Regions from separate parts of the Mus musculus genome. Here all the other regions are linked to region 2. A link is a contact called in public HiChIP or PLAC-seq data. All regions are on one chromosome and are shown on one strand. The core of a region is the stretch at or near the end of the contact, and the rest is flanking DNA. Distances in the headings are between cores, read along the strand shown.

Region 1 (3,441 bases), core at 919-3,418, 210 kb after region 2:
TTACAAATAGCCTTTGAAGTTGGAAATAGTTAACACGTGTTTATAATCCCAGCATGTGAGAAGCTGAGGCAGGAGGATTGGGGCCACCCTGAGCAAACAAAGACATAAAGGCTCATTTTATTATCTACACGAGGCTTGGAGAAGAGCCAAGGACACACAGGTGTTTGTTCTGCTGTCTTCCCCAGGACTCCTGTGTGGATTCTTTTGAAATCTGCTCTTTATTTTTACTTTGGAGTGCTGGGGATAGAATCCAGGGAAGTGTTCTACCACTGAGCTATTCCCTCCCCTAAAAATCGACTTTTGATGTTTAATTTAACAACATATCAATCATATATATTCTTTTGTGATCTCTCTCTCTCTCTCTGTGTGTGTGTGTGTGTGTGTGTGTGTGTGTGTTTTGAGACAGTCTCACAGAAAGCTCAGGTCCTTTAGTCACAGCCTCTAAAATTCTGGGGTTACAGGTGTGAACTACTAGGCCCAGTTTGTCACAATGTTTTTTTTTTTACATTACCACCACATTTTAGAAGGTCTCTACTAGTTTATGCTGAGGATATGATGAAATTTATTTAACGTGTGCCCTCTCATTGGACATTTAGGTTCATTACATTTGTGTACTGTTGCTAATTTTAGAAAGGTTATGGGTAGACTTGCCTAGAGATGGAATTGTCCTCCTACAGGAGCCTGCAGAAGTAACACAGACACAGCTTGTCACAAATACAGCACAGTTCACTCCCAAGGGCTCCTAAAGAATTCATAAACAACTGGAATTATCTGCTTTGCTTTGGTGTCCCACACAGCTGTCAAGGATAGCGCATTCAAAGGACCAGCTAAGCAGCAGCGGACCAAGGAAATGGAATGCTAGTTATTTTCAACATGTTCAGAATGTCATATGTCAGTGTGTGTGTGTGTACATGAGTGTAGGTATATGTGTAGGTGTGTATATATCTGTGTGTCTGTGTAGGGGTGTGTGTGTACGCGGGTGTGCATGTGTGTGTGTATGTAGGTGCGTATGTGTATGTGGGGGGCATGTCTGCCGTGACACATGTCTGGAGGCCAGAGCACAATTTTCTGGACTTTGTTCTCTCCTCACCGTTGAGAGGATCCGGGGATTGAACTCAGATCCTCAGGTCTGCGTCCTCACCCACTGAGCCATCTTACTGGCCCTCTCTTTTCCCTTTGTTGCATTTTACATCTAATTTTGTTTTTGATCTGTGGAAGAAATCCATTACAGGTTTCTCTAGCGTACAAAGGAATAGTATGTACAAGCGAATTTCCGCCTTGAACTCATTTCCGTCGCCGTTACACACAGTGTTTCTGTGTCCCTCTTCAGAGCTGAGTGGACCTCATTCAGGATCATGTCCTAAATTCTGCTGGGTGTGATGTGATGTGATCCTCTGACTCCAGTGCCAAGAAGGAGGGCAGCTCTCTCCACCTCAGGTTATAAAATGCGCCAAACAATGATGTAATGGCACAGAAATAAATATGGGATTCTCAATGAAACGCTAAGCACCGGAGAAACTCACACAGAAACTGAAAACAGTTTTGAAACCTTTCAGTCCTACCTTCCTCCACTCACAAACACAGACAGGCAATTCACAAGTAAACTCAAATTTTTCAACAGCCGATGGTTTGTAGCCATGAAAGAAAAAAAAAAAAAAAAAAACAACCACCCACAAGTCAAACACTGCCTACAGAGCCTTTCCTTGTCCTTGTCAGAGCTCAAAGAAGGTCCTCCAGCAACACAAACCTCTGAGGTTGAGGGCTGCAGGGACCAGGGCGGTCCAGGACAGAGTTCCTTTCATGAAGCAGAGTGAAGACTGAGTTTATTCATGGGATTTGGGGGTGGTTGAACTTCGTGCTCTCCAGGGCCCCATCTGCAGTCCTGGAAGAGGCTGGGCCCTGAGGGCTTACTCACCCTCTGGAGAGCAATATGGGGTGTGGTTGTGAACCCCAGCATCCGCTATGGGAGGTGCTCAGATGGGAGCTCTGATCCTGGGTCTCTGTGGCTGCTCCAACATTTGTCACTTGTGTCTGAGCTGATGCCAACTTTCAAGGACCCCAGACCAGCAGGAGCTAGACACCAAATCCAGTCTCGCTATAACCTTTATGCCACTCTCTCATGAAACAAACACCCAGGTCCCAGCTACACGGTGCCAGCAGAGGAGAGGCTAGGAGAGCCTGCCAGGTGGGAATGGGGCAGGCAGGGCGTCTGGGAGGAGGCATCTTCTTAGAGAGAGGGAAGTGCTCTCCAGTGACATTTTAATTTATGTCCTGCGTGTACGACTGAGAACATGCCAGTTTCCACATAACTCCATCTCTCATCAACTAAAATGTTCCTCTTTTTCTTTTTCTGCTATGTATGAGGGGGGCATGTTCCTGTGTGTTTGTGTAGAGGGCAGAGGTTAATGTTGGGCGTCTGTATCTCTCTACCTTAGTTTCTGAGACAGTCTCTCACAGGACACGGAGTTCAGCGATTGGCTAGTCTGACCAGTGAGTCCTGATATCTGCCTGTCTCTGTTCCCCATGCTAAGCTTTTTAGGTTGGTGTGGGGGATCTGAACTCAGGTCCTCATGCTGGCATTTTGCCCATGCAGCCATTTCCCCAGCCTCTGCTCTTATTTTCTTATCCTGTGGGGTCAGAGGTGACACACATATAGAGCTGTGACAGATATCAGGATCCTCTCAGTAGGTGTTGTGTATACAAAGTGTGGCATCCACACTGCAGTACCAGAGTGCTACTCTGTCTTAGTCAGGGTTTCTATTTCTGCACAAACATCATGACCAAGAAGCAAGTTGGGGAGGAAAGGGTTTATTTGGCTTACACTTCCATGTTGCTGTTCATCACCAAAGGAAGTCAGGACTGGAACTCAAGCAGGTCAGAAAGCAGGAGCTGATGCAGAAGCCATGGAGGGATGTTCTTTACTGGCTTGCTCAGCCTGCTCTCTTATAGAACCAAGACTACCAGCCCAGAGATGGTCCCACCCACAAGGGGCCTTTCCCCCTTGATCACTAATTAAGAAAATGCCTTACAGTTGGATCTTATGGAGGCATTTCCTCAACTGAAGCTCCTTTCTCTGTGATAACTCCAGCTGTGTCAAGTTGACACAAAACTAGCCAGTACACACTCTAACAGCCCTTCTGTGTTTATTGAGCACCTACAGAGAGCAGGTCACAGGCTCTGGGTCCTTGTTCTTGGGACTCACAAGGCAGTAGGAGCCTGGTAGTAGGCTACTTCAGATGACAGTATTTTAAAATAAGAGTATCCTCTGTGGTGTTTTCATTTGCTAGATCTGGTAAGTCTACCCAGGACACCATTAAGAATACAAAGTATGGAGTTCATAACTAGGGACTCTTGTCGTTTCTTCCTTTCTGACTCTTTCCAGGCCTTCAAGATGTTGAAGTAAGGACATGGGGTGGGTCCCCTGGAGTGACATTCTGGAGT
Region 2 (3,494 bases), core at 802-3,301:
TCAGGTCGGGTTTCAGGTGTAGAGGCTGGAGGTTTTCTAAGAGGGATCCCAAGGCGGAATGAGAGGATATGGAAGGCACAGTTGTCATGGATAACAAAGGGGAAGGAAACTGTCACTGCAGCCTGTAGGCATGGGCATCCCCAGCCTGCAGGACCAAATGAGGACCAAGCTGTCTCCACACTCAACGTGAGTCAGAGGTTTAGCCTGCCTAAGCCAGAGGAGAGACTCAGCACCTGGGACCAGGGCTTTCACGAAAGCCAGGAGGCAAGGAAGAAAACCAAGCTCTAGTTGTAGGGCCTCATCCACAGGGAAGGGTTGAGGAACAGAGCTGCAAAAGCCACGAGGGCTTAGAGGAGCTGTGGGATTCACCTGCAGCTCCAGCGTGGAACGGGTACAAGAGGGCAGGAAGAGGGGCGCAATAGGCCAGTAGGGCCCAAGAGGGGCTGCCAGGTTGCAGCCCCGAGGGTGGTGGGGTAGGATCAGGTGAAGAGGGCCAGCCGTAGCCTTGAAGACTGAGGCTGGGGTTATTTCTGCTTCCCAGAGTACCAGAGGGATGCAGGACATACTTCCTAGGACTCGGGGGAAATGTTTACACAGACCAAAGGGTGAACTTACCTAATTGTCACTGGTGAATGGGATGCTGAGCCATTGATGGACAAAAAAAAAAAAAAAGCCGATCTGTTGCAAGTGGTGAGGAGGCTGGAAATAGGATCCCTGTGTGGCTTAGACCCATGAAGAGGAGCCCAAGCACCAGGAGGGACTATCCCAGCCCTGGAGATGTTATGAAATATAATAGGTGAGGTGGAGGATCCCTTTGGTGACCCAGTGCCAAGGTGTGCCCCTGGGAAATTACACCATGCAATAGATCTGGTATAAAAGAGCCGGGCGTGGTGGCACACGCCTTTAATCCCAGCACTCCGGAGGCAGAGGCAGGCGGATTTCTGAGTTCGAGGCCAGCCTGGTCTACAAAGTGAGCTCCAGGACAGCCAGGGCTATACAGAGAAACCCTGTCTTGAAAAACCAAAAAAAAAAAAAAAAAAAAAAAAAGAGGTTTATTGGGAGAAGGAAGAGCAGTGAGGGCCTGGGAGAGGGGTAGAGGCAGAGTGGACATGTAGACAGGCAGACAGATGGGAGCAGAGCCATGAGAGCAACGAGAAGGGCAGAGAGAAAAGGAGTAGGGGGCACCTGCAGAGAATAGAGGGGACACTGGGACACTGGGAACACACAGAGAGAAAGCTACTGAGTGTCGGGTGGGTCATTTCATAGGCAGCATACACAGGTTGCAAGGTGCTAGGTCCCTGAGGGCAGGCCAGTGGAATGCCTGTATATTAACAATCAGCTTTTGGTTTTGTTTGTCTTCTAATCACAGCAGCAGAAATGAAAGTAAGACAAACAAAATACTTTTATTTGATTGTTTACTTAGCAGTGTTGAGGGCAGCCTGACCCAGGGCTTAGCATGCCAGGCAAACCATAAGCTATAGCACCTGCATCTCTGATAAACTCTTTTTGATTTGATTTGCTTTGAGACAGGGAGCCAAGGCCGGCCTCAAACTTTGCTTGATATCAGAGGATAGCCTTAAACTCCTGACCTTTACGTTTCCATCTCCCAAGTATGAGAACAACAGGACAACTCAGACATGCAGAGGAAATCCCATGCAAACCAATGGCTGCCCCTCAGTCCCCTGGTCCCTGTGACTAACCATGTCAATTTCCCTAAGTCAATACCACAATCTATAGGCACCGGCTTCATCAACAATGGGCCTTAATAGAAACACTTAAATGGGGCTAGTTCAAACTGAGATGAACTGTTAAGTGTGAGAGAAATCCAGACTTGAACATGTAGTGAACTACTGAGCCATCTCTAGCCCCTGAAAGATTTTTTTTGTGTATGTGTGTGTATCTGTATGAGTGTGTGTCACGTGTGTGCAAGTACCTGCAGAGGTAGGAAGAGGGTAGGGTGTCAGATCTCCTTGAGGCTGGAGTTACAGGTACTTGTGAGCCATCCAGTGTGGGTTCCAGAAATCAAACTTAGGTCCTCTGCTTAAGTGCTCTTAACTACTGTTAACCATCCCTCCAGCTCTGACAATGATTAAATCTGTACTGGGACAGGAGGAGGACCCTTAGGTGATTTTGGTTCCTCCCTTTTATTTTGTCAGTAACGGGATAGGACAGAGGTTCTCAACCTTAGCAAGCCTCGTGTCTGATAACTCTTCGTTGTGGGCTCCGCCCTGTGTGTCATACGATGCTTACAGCATCTCTGCCCTTTACCTACTAGATGTGACTAGCAACCCTCCCCCAGTTATAAAACTGAAAATGTGTGAAGACATTGCAAGTCCTGGAGGCAGGTTGGTAAGAAATGCTAAGTATTTTGGCTACTTGACATATGTGGGGCAATTATACTAAAGAGTCTCACTATTTATCTGAGGTCGAAGTTAACACCTGAGTTTTTAATTTGCTAAATCTGGCAGCCCTACTTGGAATTGAAATCATTCCAGGTCAAGGTTGGATGCGGTTGATGAAGTCCATAGATTAAAATAAAATGAAGGATAACTCAATTAGCATTTCACTAAACACATACTCTACATAAAGGCTTTTAAAGATGGCATGTTTTTCTGTTTTCGTGTGTGTGTGTGTGTGTGTGTGTGTGTGTGTGTGCATTTGGAGGTCAAAGAACAACTTAAGGGAATCAGTTCTTTACAAATTCAGTTTTTTCTTTCCACTGTGTGGGCCCTGAGGATTAGGCTTGGTAGCAGGAACCTTTACCCACTCAGCCATCTGGCCATCCTTCCTCTTATACTTTAAATAAAGAACCAAAAAGTAGCTATTTGAACAACTTAGCAACTCAGAAATGTCACTAGCATCCATGAGATAACATATGGCTTTTACAAAGGCATGCATTTTTGTTGTTTACTGGTTTATTCTAAACAGGGCCTGGTGCCTAGGAATCACACAATAAACATTTGTTGAATGATTGAAAGAGTTGACAGTGTTATGTGTGTGTGGAAAATGGCCATATGGTTGTATAGTTCCCTGTAAATAATGAATGACTGGGTGTGGTGCACACCTAAAGACTCCGTAACTTGGGAGGCTGAAAGGAAGATTCCTTGGCTTCAGGGGTTGGAAAGCTGTGGGGAATGCAGAGACTTACACATAGATACAGAGTCCAAAGTATTGGGAAGGAGATGGCTCAGCTGGGACAATGGAAGCATGGTGGCTGGAGCCCCATCTCCCAGAACCCACGCAAAAGCCAGGTGCTGTGGTACATGCCTGTTGCGGCCGGCCTGCAGCTCGAAACGAACGGTTCAACTGAGATGGCAACTCGGGCTGAAAGAGAAGAACTAGTCGGGCGGAAGAAAGAACAAAGCCAAGTCAAAAGTCACTCTGATCAAAGCTCAATTTTTACTGTTGCGACACTCAGTTATGAAGAAAGGGGGAGGGGACCTGGTTCCCTGCCAAATAATCTCGGGGTCTAGTAGCAGGGTGAGCACATGATG
Region 3 (3,153 bases), core at 265-2,764, 180 kb before region 2:
GTGTGTCTGAAGACAGCTACAGTATACTTACATATAATAAATAAATCTTAAAAAAAAAAAAGATACAAAGTGGTTAAGGGGTCAACTCTCCAGCCACTGATCAATAGTTAAAATGTAATCCAAATAAAAAACTCAACATCTGTTGAAGAGATTGGTAAACTAAAGTTTCATATGGTATAACAAAAGTTCTGGTATAACCTTTAAAAACAAATTTTGAGGGTTTCCACTATGAGATTATAAAATTTATGATAAAAATCATGAAGATTGGTAATGGTGATCATGTTGACCAATAGATCTACCTGGAAAAGGCTCAGACCAACACATACATGTTCAATAGATGTTTCAGCAAAGATGACAAAGCCTCTTGATAAATGACAGCCTTTTTAACAGAGGGCACCACAATACTCAGATAACATAGATGCCAAATAGGAATCATACCTGGAAACACAGATTTCTTTAAAAATTTTTTTTAACTCAAAGTGGATAATAAACCTGAGAGTAGAGCCTAAAACTATTTAACATCTAGAAGACAACATGAGAGAAAAATCTTTTTGATGCTGTAAGGCAGAACTTTTCCTTTAAAGTAACACAAAAAGCAAGATTCATAAAACAAAGGCTAGATCACCATCCAAGCTAAGAACCTCTTATCTCTCAAGGTACCCTTGGGGGGGGGGCATTTTTGTATGTATACGTATGTGTGACACGATATGTATGTATGACACACATGTCTGACCATGCTTTCTCACGTGTGTGGACACGTGTTTGTGTGGGTTATGTGTGAATGTGAATGTGTGGCATCCCGAGGTTGACATCTGGTGGTGTCCCTGTTCACTCTCCCACTTTTACCCACCGAGGAAGAGTCTCGACCTGACTGATTGCACTGGTCTAATAACCAGCTTCACCTGTGGGCCCGCTGTCTCTGCCTTCTCAGCTCTGGGATTACTGACAGGCTGCCATGCATACCTGATATCTACATGGCTTCTGGAGATCTGAATACCAGTTCTCAGGCATGGGCAAGCAAGTGCTTAACCTGCTGAGCCACCCCCCCACCCCCTCCCACCCCAACCCCCCTCCCACCCCCCACCCCACCCCCCAGCCGTCAAAGTCCTAGTAAGACAAGAAACATCACAAGCTGGAGCAAACATTTTTAAATAATACATAGGATCTAAGACTCATTATCCAACCCAAATAGTTCCCAGTACTTAATAAGGAAACAAGCCAACACTAATGTGCCAATGATTTAAGCAGACTTTCACCAAAGACGACATAAGTATAAAGAATAAGCACAAGAGAAGAAATTCAACACCATCAGTCATTAAGGAAATGCAAATAACAACTCTGATAACTTATTACTACCCACCTATTGGAATGTCCACAATTTAAAATATGGGCTATATCAACTATCGGTGAGGATGTGAAACAAAGGATTATTGTTTACTGCTGATAGAGGACTGAGTCAGCCAGAGCCAGGCTGACTCCATGACAGGGCTGCACACTGACAGTTTGGGAGACTTAGGCCTAAGTTTCTGTTTCCTAGAAATGAGAACCTGGATCCAGGAACCTGTGGTCAGCCAGCCACAGCTGCAGGCAGTCAATCCGAGGACACCCTGTCATCTGGCCTGAAGTAGGAATAGATAGCTAGAGTGAGTAAGCGACCCCCTGGGAAGTCTCCAGAGCCTAACCAATTATAGAATCAATCAGACCCTAGAGATAGAGCTAAGCAATCAAGGTAAAGGAGTACACGTCCCTCCCTGGAATTCCCCTAGCTGACAACATCTGACAAGTTGGGCCTGTGAGTCCACCATGGGTCTCCATTCCTGAATGGGGAAACCCCTGCATGTAGAAAATTCAACTGAATAAACACTCTTTGCTTTTGCATACTAATGAAGTCTGGGGTCTTTCTTCAGCGAATCACAGACCCTAACAACAGGAGTATAAAAATGGTTCAGTCATCTTGGAAATATATATATATCCCATTCCAAGAGATGTCTGTCCAAAGATTAGGGCATTAAAGTACACTGAAGCTTTGCCTATAATTATCAAGGTTGGAAACAACTTAGGTGTCCACCAAGAGAAAAATGGAATATATATATATATATATTTGTGTTGCTCTTTGCCTGGTGGTGCCATTGAAAGGTCTATAATGAGGGTACCAACTTCATGGATGGGTTAATCCACTGAGAAGTCTGTGAGGAATAGATTAATAGAAGGTAGGATGTGGTTGGAGAATGTGGGGGTTCTGTCTTCAAAGAACAAGTCCAGTCCCTAGCCTGTCTTAGTCAGGGTTTTACTTCTGTGAACAGACACCATGACCATGGCAAGTCTTATAAAAGGACAACATCTTGGGGAGCTGGCTTACAGGTTCAGAGGTTCCGTCCATTATCATCAAGGTGGGAGTATGGCAGACATGGTGCAGGAGGAGCTGGGAGTTCTACATCTTCATCTGAAGGCTGCTAGTAGATTACTGACTTCCAGACAGCTAGGATGAGAGTCTTAAAGCCCACACCCACAGTGACACACCTACTCCAACAGGGCCACACCTTCTAATAGTGCCACTCCCTGGGCTGAGCATAGACAAACCATAGCAAGCCCCTTCTTGTCTGCCTCTTTCTGCTTCCCAGTTGCCATGAGGTGAACATCTCTTGTCTACCACATCCCCTCTGCCATGATGCCCTGCCTCAGTACAGTTCAATGGAGCCAGCTGAACACTGAGTGAAATTATGAGCCAAAATGTTTCCTCCTCTCAAAGCACACTGATGACAAATGAGTGCGACAGCTGGGGCGAGGCCAGTAGCACACTGGTCGAGGGGCCTGATTCAGCTCCTGTAGAGGACCTGAGCTCCATCCCCTGTATCCAAGTCACTCAGCTCACAGCTGTCAGTAACTCCAGACCCAAGGGATGCAGCACATTCTTCAGGCCTTGGAGGATACCCACTTGGATGGGCACGCAGAGACAGGCATATATAAATACTGAAAAGAAATATTATAACCCAAAACATCCCTGATTCTATAAAATTCCATTTTTAATAGGCTCAAGAAAATTAAAAATAACTTTTGATACCAGAAAGTAGTTCGAATATTCCCTGGGGGTGATGCTGCCATTGAGTGAAACTTGGCAAAGAACTGCTAGTCTAGTTCCCAAGGCGGCTTGCC

The links. HiChIP or PLAC-seq counts read pairs in DNA pulled down with a chosen protein or histone mark.
Region 1: a FOXA1 HiChIP or PLAC-seq map of pancreatic cancer cells shows a contact between it and region 2. The contact joins two enhancer-like sites.
Region 3: a contact with region 2 is called in a FOXA1 HiChIP or PLAC-seq map of pancreatic cancer cells. The contact joins two enhancer-like sites. A contact is called at or near these places in 1 of 115 datasets of contacts at active chromatin or transcription factors (pancreatic cancer cells) and 2 of 9 other capture datasets (adipose tissue and pancreatic islet).

The regions. Positions count from the first base shown.
Region 1 is chr1:156,732,368-156,735,808 of GRCm38.p6, forward strand. No RefSeq gene overlaps it. Among named protein-coding and RNA genes, the nearest start is that of Gm39683, 10 kb to the right of the region's middle. Within about 2 kb of position 2,169, at least 36 of the 459 cell types and tissues checked have an H3K27ac peak or open chromatin away from gene starts, as enhancers often do. A contact at or near this core is called in pancreatic cancer cells, where this site is marked.
Region 2 is chr1:156,518,875-156,522,368 of GRCm38.p6, forward strand. No RefSeq gene overlaps it. Among named protein-coding and RNA genes, the nearest start is that of Abl2, 38 kb to the right of the region's middle. Within about 2 kb of position 2,052, at least 27 of the 459 cell types and tissues checked have an H3K27ac peak or open chromatin away from gene starts, as enhancers often do. A contact at or near this core is called in pancreatic cancer cells, where this site is marked.
Region 3 is chr1:156,343,062-156,346,214 of GRCm38.p6, forward strand. All of the region lies in intron 20 of Axdnd1 (axonemal dynein light chain domain containing 1), which reads right to left. Among named protein-coding and RNA genes, the nearest start is that of Nphs2, 34 kb to the left of the region's middle. Within about 2 kb of position 1,515, at least 19 of the 459 cell types and tissues checked have an H3K27ac peak or open chromatin away from gene starts, as enhancers often do. A contact at or near this core is called in pancreatic cancer cells, where this site is marked.